3 separate regions of the Sus scrofa genome follow, and all the other regions are linked to region 2. The links are chromatin contacts, called in public promoter capture Hi-C maps. All regions are on one chromosome and are shown on one strand. Each heading gives the region's core, a stretch centred on a gene start, on an enhancer-like site or on the middle of the called end of the contact. The rest is flanking DNA. Distances are from core to core; before and after follow the strand shown. Region 1 has its middle 57 kb from the start of EZH2. Region 2 holds the start of CUL1 (cullin-1). Region 3 holds the start of EZH2 (enhancer of zeste 2 polycomb repressive complex 2 subunit).

Region 1 (3,163 bases), core at 349-2,848, 230 kb after region 2:
TTTGAGTCTGATAAGGGAAATTCCAAAATGATTTCTTTCTTTATCTCTTGACTCTCAATTGTCCTCAGCTCAAAATAATTTTATGCCAAAGTAGCATATTTTGGGGTACCATATCCTGATTCTCTTCAGGTCTAGTAAGTATAACAAAGCTGATGTGTGCTACCAATTACTAAAGATAAAGATACCGATACTGTAAAATAAATGAGATAATATAAAATGTAAATTCTTACACAAATTACCATGTTTACTATTATATATATTCCCACCTTAGTCAAAAGACAACAATCCCCTAACTTATAAGGATGTCACTAAAGCATTACCCACCTCTAAAACTGAGCATTTGACACATTCCTAGTAACTTTCTTAATCTATCAGCCTTTCCTAAGTTATATTTATTTTTAAAAATCACTGAGTCAACTAGATTAGATTTTGGAAATCTCTAAGCTTTTTGCACCATCATTTTCTCTGGGACAATGTTTAACTAATATTAAATTTGATGATTTCTTCATTTTTCTGAAATTCTCAACCTAGCCCCCATATTCCCAGTTTCCCAAATTTTTCTCAGTAATTGTAACAGGTAATTAGGAAGTCAGCTTGGGCCTTTGTGGGACCAATTTCCTGGTTTTGTCTTTACAGGAAGAAAGAACAGTACATTACTAGGAAAACCCTAAGAAACATGTTGAACAAGAACGTTATTTTGAGTAAATGCAGGAAATCTATCAAAGTTTCCCCAAAAGGGTTTTTTTTAACAGCAACCAAAAAGAGCAAAATTATCCTTAGAAAAAATCAGATGATGCTAATATTCCAAAAGGCTCATTTCTTAAGTCTAATTCATATTTTAGCTTCAGGGTATAATTCATAGCCCACACATAAAACCAAGGTTCAGCCCCACTTCCTCAGCTGAAACCCTCTTCCTTAAGGAAAATAACTTAATGTTTTCGTTGGCAATGTTTTTTATGTGCAAAACACTTAAGTGTGGGCAATATCTGTCTGTCCTTAGATTTTCATTATAAATATTTAAAGCTTCGAAGGGTCACCAATGGTTTGCATTTTTTCAAACCAGATGTTGGAAATAAGCACCCTGGCCCCATGGCAGGTTGAGTAAAAGTGAGTAATTTATGGGTGAAGTAAACCTTTGAAGAACTCCCAGAATGGGGTTTTCGACACACACGGGGGGTTTCCAGCCTGGTATCTACAATTACCGGAGGGAAAGAGGGAGTCTTGCTGGAGCCACCTGTTGACTCCTGCTGACTCACTCTTAATCCCTAACCGGTAGAGACCTGGGTGCAGCCATCCTAAGGATGAGAGGAAGCCCAAAGGTGGTACCCTCCAGTGTCTAGAGAAGGACCAGCAGCCCCCTACCTCCCGGCCCTGCCTCAGCGTGCCGCGTGCTGGGGGACCGCACAATCCAGACACCACCACGTGCTCCTGAAACTGACAGGACACTGACAGGACCGCCTGCCAGGGCACCGGCCCTGGGGCCCGCCCGCGAGCACGTGACTGGCTTTCCTAGTCATTCTGCGCGGGCTCCACCCGGTCAGGCGCGGCCTGGGCTCCCAGCCAGGTGGGCTGTCCTCACCCAGACCAACCCGCCACTCTGGGAGACCATGTGGCTGCCAGCCACCCGCCCAGTTTACTTTCCTATTTAGCTAGGCGCTACCCACAATGCACTTGTAAAAGTGAAATGCAAAAAAGGTTAGTAGTTAGCATAATCCTTACAAATAATACTTTAAAAAGAGCGGTTTTGTTCTGTTTACGTTGTATTTAATCAGGAAGTTATACACATTCTTATTTTTCATCGTTGTGACATAGGCCCTGAAAAGTCTCCTTACTTAGAAAAGTGTCTGGATAGGAACTATAAATAGTCAGAAGCCCTTCTTTCTTTGCAGTTGGTCCGAAGGCTGTGGGTTATTGTTAACTCAGTTAACATTGTCTCCCCCCACAACCACGTTTGACTGACTGTGTTTTGTCTTCATCGAGAAGTAGTGATTGGTAGTATTTACATAAACCAATAATGCAAATACAAATTAAAAAAACTTTTAGTTTATGATTTAAAATAGACTGGTTACAACTTTTTTTTTGGTAGCTAATTTCTCATCAGCATTTATGCATTAACTTTCAAAGTGCCTGGAAAAAAAACACGAATGTAAAAAAAAGCAACTTAGTTTTAATCAGCTTTAAACTCATCAAAATGTTTATCACTTTTTAGAAATTTTGAAAATTGTTAATTTCTGGTGAAACGCAATGCATTTATTATATAGCATGAAGGGGAACACCAATCCAAGAAGCTTCTTTTCAAAGATACATATGGCATGATCTCTTAGGTCTGTTGTATGTATGTATTAAATACATGTGTGTGCTTGTGGATGAATAGAAAAAACCTGGAAGAAACATACCAAATTATTAACAGTGTTTACATAACTCTAGGGAGTGGCGTTTCAACTGAGGGCATTTAAAGAAATTTTCAGAATGAAAAAAGGTATAGGATGTTTTTTGCGAAAAATTCAATATATTTGTCAGTGTCTGTAAATGAGTAGATAAGGTACTTCTAGGGGAGGGGCATGAACTTGTTAATTGTTTCCCATGTAAAGTACATACATTCACAGACCTAGATGGGTACTCAGTTTAGAACCAGGTAGGAAAGGAGGTCTAAGTCAGTTTCTGCTCTACAGCATGACTTCCTGACTCCACATCCATCCATCCTTTCTGTCTGCAGCTGTCAGCAGTGGTCATCTCCTTGGTTCAATTGCTGTGATTGGAGTTTATAGTCAGATTCATTCAGCAGGTTCCAACACACTGGCTTTCTCCATTAGCAAAGACGAGAAATGTGCACTCTCTACTGTAAATTAGTTTTTTAAAACCCTTGAAAAAGATTGGGGAAATGGTTCTATGTTTACTACATCTTGATAGACAAAAAGGGCATCATTAGTAAGGACCGTTCTCAGCTGGAACACATGCATAGCTCACACCCTCAGGCTGGTGGCAGCTTATTAAAAATGGGTGCTCCAGATCAGTCGGCCTTGTTGAACTTAATATTAATTCCTGAATTTAAAAGCATTAAGACACAACATCGGAGCTCCCGTTGTGGCGCAGTGGTTAACGAATCCGACTAGGAACCATGAGGTTGCGGTTCGGTCCCTGCCCTTGCTCAGTGGGTTAACGA
Region 2 (3,201 bases), core at 377-2,876:
GGTATAGGTTGCACCTGTGGCTCGGATCCTGCGTTGCTGTGGCTGTGGCATAGGCCAGCAGTTGTAACTCTAATTCGACCTCTAGCCTAGGAACTTCCATATGCCGCGGGTACAGTTATAAAAAAGACAAAAATAAATAAGTAAATAAGTAAACAGTGGGGAGCCACTGAAAAGTTTGAAAGGATAGCATCATTTGGAAAGAATCATCAGTGGTTAGTCACTGTGCAGGCTGGAAGGATAGAGCAGAGATCAGAACCAGGCAAACTATTTAAAGGTAAAAACAGGAGTTCCCGTTGTGGCGCAGTGGTTAACGAGTCTGACTAGGAACCATGAGGTTGTGGGTTCGATCCCTGGCCTTGCTTAATGGGTTAAGGATCTGGTGTTGACGTAAGCTGTGGTGTAGATCACAGATTGGGCTCCGACCCCGAGTTGCTGTGGCTCTGGTATAGGCCAGTAGCAACAGCTCCGATTGGAATCTCCATATGCCGCAGGTGTGGCCCTAGAAAAGACAAAAAAGACAAAAATTTAAAATTAAAAAAAATAAAGGTAAAAACAATACAGGTGTGGGAAACATAATAAAGGAGTGGATCTGCACATACTTGGGAGTTACTGGCTTAGGTTACGCCCCTCATCAAGCTTAATGATTTGGAGCAAATTGCCTGATATGTCTGAGAAGTGGTATAGATGCTACCTGGTTGTGAGGTGGACATAAAAGTCAATGAATGACATAGTCTAAGAGCTGTCAGTAACAGTGCAGATGAGTGGCGAGTAAAAGCTAGAAGGAAGAAGCAGGAATTAAGGCAGTGAGAATTGGAGAGGATGGTTATAGGTGAACTAAATCCTTCCATTCAGGGAAAAGTGAGGTAGTAATTCAGTAGGGTTCTCTTGTGGCACAGCAGGTTAAGGATCTGGTGTGGTCACTACTGTGGCTCTAGTTCTATCCCTGGCCCAGGAACTTCTATATGCCATGGGTGCGGCTGGAAAAAAAAAGGGGGGGGAGAGGTTGAAAGAAACAAACAGTAAAGGGAAAGCTGACCCACTCCGTTCTTGTATTAGCTATGGGAAGGCACAGACAAGAAGACCATGTTGAATGGTGAGAAGGGAGAGGACAGTTTAGGGAAGATGGAGATGAGATACCTTGTTGTTTGAGGAAAATACAGGTTCCATTATGGGGAACAAGTAAGAGAAGCCATATATATACAGTGGAAAGCACTGTCCACAGGGACAAGCCTTCCATTTCTACCTTCAATTTTACCATGTGCCCACAAAAAAATTGCAAAATACACCTGTTTCTTCTTCTTTTTTGGTCTTTTCCAGGGCCACTTCCCATGGCATACTGAGGTTCCCAGCCTAGGGGTCTAATCCGAGCTGTAGACACTGGCCTACGCCAGAGCCACAGCAATGCGGGATCTGAGCCACATTTGTGACCTACACCACAGCTCATGGCAACGCCAGATCCTTAACCCACTGAGCAAGGCCAGGGATCAAACCCGCAACCTCATGGTTCCTAGTCGGATTCATTAATCACTGCGCTAAAATGGGAACTCCTCCTACACCTGTTTCTTTTAAATATCTAGAAGTGTAGGATGTAAACCAACAATTTAAAAATCATTGCATAGATTGAGATCATATACTTTAGTGACAAGTACAGACCAATGCCTTACTTCTAAAGGTACTTAACAAATGTTGACAAGTGACCACATTTCAATAGAAGGAAACAAATACTATGGGATATTCTAAGAGAAACCTGTATTCCTCAGGAGACAGCGTAGATTATGGGGGCAGCCCTCTACTCTGGGCCTAGGATTTCCACCCCACGGTGATACTAAAATCTTCTCCTGTTTTCATTTGGAGCAAAACAGGAAGTTATGTTCATCAAGTTTTTTGCCCAGGTAATTTGAAATTCTTCCTTGCTTGTTCATGGAAGTCGTGGGCCCTCTGGTATGTAAACCACATCATTCCAGCAGAAGCCCCTCCAAGCCCGCCTTTTGTCACCTAGGTCATCATAGGAAGCCAGGTGGCTATTTGTGCTGCAAAAATGTGCAGTTCAAGGACCCAATTGTGAGTTAATTTCACTTGACTGCGGTGAACTACTCCAGGACTCACGTGAAAACAATGTTATTCTGCAGTCACGCCTCATCGCATCCACATATATGGAAAAGCTTAAATTCCATTCTTGATTTGTCTTTACAGAGATTAATGGTAAAGCGAATCTTTATCAGCCCTTTGCCTAAAAAGGAGTTGGTTAAAGAGTTTGTGGAGGAAAGCTGGATTGGTTTGATTTCAGAAACGATTTTAGAGAGGCGCCGGGGAGCCGGGGCTCTGGTGCCGAGGCCCGCAGGTGTCTTGGGGCTGAGAATGGACCACACGTTTTTCTTTTCAAGGGCCCCTCGCCCATCCTCGACTTCATCAGCCGGTCGGGATCTGGCTTTTGGTTATTCCCCCGGCTGGGGAGGCAGATCCACCGGGTGTCGTTGTGTTCCGTGTCGGTTCAGGGTTCAGGGTGAGTGTGCGCGCAGGAGGGGGTGTGTGAGACCCTCTCCTCCAGGGAGTTTTGGGGCGGCTTCTTCCTAGGCTGGCGCCCCCAACCTCAGAAGGTGACCCCTCCTCGTTCGGCCCGAAGTGGCGGGAAGCCGGGTCCTTAGAGGCGGCCCGAAGGCGAGGGAGGCTGTAAAACCTGGAGGCGGATCCGGTGCGCTCGGCCGGGGATGGCGTGGGGTTTCAGAGCCAAGGACCGCGGGCTTCAGGTAGGGACCAGCCAGGCGAGCGGGGCCTCAGCGGCGTCGGGGGCCCTGGGGCCAGGGCCACGGCGGGCGGGAGGTTTCCGGGCCCCTCCCGTGCCGCGGGCTGGTGGGGAGATGGCGGCGACGGTTTCCCGGCTCCCCCGCCCCGGACGCGATGGCGGTGCGTTCCGGCCCTCCCCCACCAGCTTCACGCCCGCGGGAGCCGGAGCCGGTGAGGCCGGGAGGGCGGGGAGCGGCGGAGGAAAGGCGAGAGGGCGGAGGTTGCGTGGTGCAGGCGGCGGCGGCGGCGGCGGCGGCGGCGGGAGGAGGAGGAGGAGGAGGAGGAGGAGGGCCGGCGGGCGAGCAGGGGAGGAGGAGGAGGCGGGAGCCGTGTCGCACGCAGCTCCAGGCGGGGCAGCCCCGGCGGCTGAGGGACGCGGCCAGACCTTGGCGGGACGGGGATTTAACCGGGGCCCGG
Region 3 (3,018 bases), core at 334-2,833, 170 kb after region 2:
TCAACTGTATCAGCATTAGTGTTTTTTAAAGATTTTCTTAAATGGTGTTTTATGTGACATTAAAAAGCCACAAAATTAATCCGATAAATGACCTTTAAAACCCAGAAAGTAAACCTTGAAGTAAAATATTTTTAAATACCAAAGACATATCTTTGTTTCCAAATGACTTAAATTTTACAGATCCTGTGTGACAAACAAAGGAAGTTTAGCTTAACTGTGGACAGCACACGTTCAATTTCTTAGGCAACAAACATTTCTGTAGTCAGTCTTTTCTGACTCAACAAAGCTATTGTTCACGGAAAACAAGACCAATTAATGACGAATTGCTAACCAGACCACCTAAACACACATTTGTCATAAACATTTTGCTTGATCAATTCTTTCTACCATCGCATCCTCATTCAATCCCTGGGGATTTGGAGAATAATCTCTTACTAAATGACAGTTGATTTCGTTAGCACCTGTCGCCAGTCTCAGATGTATCACATAAGTTGGCCGAAAGAGCATGTAATTTTTTAAAAAAAATATGATTCTTTAGAAAGCGGGAACTCAGCAGGCGTGAGTTCACCAAGTTTTCATTTCAAAATATCATGCTTCTCGATTCCTCCAATTTTCAAAAAGGGACCTGATGGCACCGACTTTTTTTGGGGGGGTGGACAATGACGCGGAAACTCGACGAAAAGCCCTCCGAAACGAACAAAACCGAGCGGGGGGAGAACGGCTCGACCCTTCCTCAAACTTAACAGAAAGCCAGCCGAGGGGGTAAAGGCGGCCGGGACCGCCTCGTCAGAGCGGGTGGAGACGAGGGGTTCGGGGGTGCTTTCCGGGGAAATGTCAGACCCGCAGCCGCTCCGAGTTCGGTTCCCAGCGCCGCCCCGGCCCCCTCGGCCCCGGCCGAGCCTGCGCGCTCGCGGGGAGGGGGCGTGGGGCCCAGCCCGCCCCCTGCGCCGCGGCCCGCGCTCCCCACGCCCCTCTCCCGCCCGCTGTCAGGCCCGGGTGTCACTGCCCCTTCCCCGCGCCGAGCTCCCCCGAGACACAGTCCGTCCTTTGTCTGAGTGTGCACTCGGTGCCGAGGTCCCACCAACTTGTGTGCGTCCCGTCCCACCCGGGCGCTCCCGCCGCGACGCTCCACACAAAGGAGACAGGGGCTCGGGCGGCCGGCCCGCCCCGAGCACCGGAGCGCCCCCAGCCCAGCCGCCGCGCCTCCCGAAGGGCGGGCGCGCGAGAAGACCCCTCGGCTCGCCCCCCAGGGCGCCCGCCCGGGGTCCCGCCTTAGGTCGCCAGGTGCGGCGCTGCCCGCCCCCGCGGTCGCGCGGGCCAGCCCAAAGCCACGGCCCCTTCCGAGGGGTCTCCTCTCACCCCTCCAGCCAAAGCGGCGCCCCGGGAAAGCCCGCTCTGGGCGATACCCGGAGGGGTGGCGGGGATATCCCGGCGCCGCCGCCGCCCCTCACCGAGCTTCGGAGCCCCGCTGGCCGGCCGGCCCGACAGCGGCACGCTACCTGAGCCCCGCGCCCCAGCCCGCTCCGCTCCCGCGCGCCGCTCCCGCGCGCCACCACCGCCGCCGGGCTTCCACCGCCTTCTGCGTCCCAGTGGGTGTCGGACGCTCCCGGACCAAGCGCCAAACCCGGCAGCCCAATCGCCATCGCTTTTATTTGGCCCCCCCTGTCCAACTAAGCGCCGCCCCGATTGGCGGGCCGCGAGGCGGGCTCCCGTCCAATCACAAGGCCCGCCGGGCTCCGTGGCGGCGAGCCAGCCCCACGCAGAGGAGCCCGCGGGACTCAGCCGGGCCGGGCCGGCGGCGCGTGCGCGCGAGCGGGCGGGCGCTGAGGGACGCGGCCGCCGAGTGGAAGCGCTGCGCCGTCTCTTTGTTCTTTCGCCGAACGCACGGCGCCTCTCAGGAAGGCGGTGGGTCGGCTGGCTGGGACGATGGGGCCTCTGCAGCCCGAATCCCGGGCCGCGGGCGGGAGGCGGCCAGGGCAGGATGGCGGGAACCGACCAGGGGGCGGGACGGCGCGCTCGCGGCGCTTGGCGGGAACCGCCGGCAGCCTCAGAGTTCCCGGGCCGGAGGGGCGGGGCGGGGCCGATAGCCAAGTTTGAACCAGTTCAAAACTCGGGGGTGGTAACGGTTTCAACTGCCGCGCTCTTTTCCCCGCGCGCGGAGCCGAAGCGCAGGCCGGCCGGCGGACGCGCGCGAGGTACCCCGATTGCCGGCCAGTTACGCTCTGCGGTCCGGGCTCCAATCTGGTTCGTTTCGGGCGAGGAGCCCCGAGCCTTTCGCGGTCTGGTCGGACTGGCGCGCCGCCTCCGGTGCGAGCAGAGCGCTCTGCCAGCTACTTTTTCTGCTAAGCCCCTCAGTGGCTTGGCCCGACTCAGATCCCCTGGCCCGCTGGACTTTGGTTGGTCGAGGCCGCAGTGCCCATCTCCTTAGAAACCTGGGAAACAGCAGCCCTACTGTTATTTCAGTTTCCTCATTCTGAGCGCCTTGTTCGGCACCTTCCAGCGTTTGTAGTTCCAAACACGTGTCAACGTTAATCATTTATCAGGGGTGAGTGGGGTTCACTTGCCTCGAGCTAACGCCTCTGGAAAAAATTGGGATGATTGCAGCATCTTTCAAGTGTTAAAAAAAAAAATGATCTGCGGGTGAGCCTGTATCAACCCATAAGAATTAGAAATATTCTGTTTAGGATGCAGTTTCCCCTTTTAATTTATCTGACAGTGAAGGTAAGGTTATTCTGAATTTTCTTTTTTTTCTTTTTAGGGCCTCATCCGAGGCGTATGGAGTTTCCCAGGCCAGGGGTGGAATCCGGCCTACACCACAGCCACAGCAACTCAGGCTCCAAGCCGTATCTGCGACCTACTCCACAGCTCAACAAGGCCAGGGATCTAACTGCAACCTCAGGCATGGTTCCTAGTTGGATTAGTTTCTGCTGCGCCACGGGATCTCCTGAATTTATTTTCAATAGGATGCAGGAATAGGGCAAAACAATCGTTCACCCATGTAAACAGATTGAGAGTTCA

The links. Promoter capture Hi-C pulls out the DNA fragments that hold promoters and counts their contacts.
Region 1: a promoter capture Hi-C map of liver shows a contact between it and region 2, with 7 times the contacts expected there. The contact joins the enhancer-like site here to the promoter of CUL1 in region 2. A contact is called at or near these places in 3 of 5 promoter capture datasets (fetal liver, fetal skeletal muscle and liver), 4 of 47 Hi-C or Micro-C datasets (embryonic fibroblasts, heart right ventricle, retroperitoneal adipose tissue and 1 more) and 2 of 2 datasets of contacts at active chromatin or transcription factors (alveolar macrophages and skeletal muscle).
Region 3: a promoter capture Hi-C map of fetal liver shows a contact between it and region 2, with 2.8 times the contacts expected there. The contact joins the promoter of EZH2 here to the promoter of CUL1 in region 2. A contact is called at or near these places in 2 of 5 promoter capture datasets (fetal liver and liver), 9 of 47 Hi-C or Micro-C datasets (alveolar macrophages, embryonic fibroblasts, fetal liver and 5 more) and 2 of 2 datasets of contacts at active chromatin or transcription factors (alveolar macrophages and skeletal muscle).

Annotation. Positions count from the first base shown.
Region 1 is chr9:109,326,271-109,329,433 of Sscrofa11.1, reverse strand. No RefSeq gene overlaps it. Among named protein-coding and RNA genes, the nearest start is that of EZH2, 57 kb to the left of the region's middle. Within about 2 kb of position 1,598, at least 75 of the 83 cell types and tissues checked have an H3K27ac peak or open chromatin away from gene starts, as enhancers often do. A contact at or near this core is called in alveolar macrophages, embryonic fibroblasts, fetal liver and 4 more, where this site is marked.
Region 2 is chr9:109,557,539-109,560,739 of Sscrofa11.1, reverse strand. It overlaps CUL1 (cullin-1), which reads left to right and starts at 1,626. Exons shown (of 22, transcript XM_021063586.1): 1 at 1,626-2,503.
Region 3 is chr9:109,383,620-109,386,637 of Sscrofa11.1, reverse strand. EZH2 (enhancer of zeste 2 polycomb repressive complex 2 subunit) reads right to left here and starts at 1,583. Exons shown (of 20, transcript NM_001244309.1): 1 at 1,500-1,583.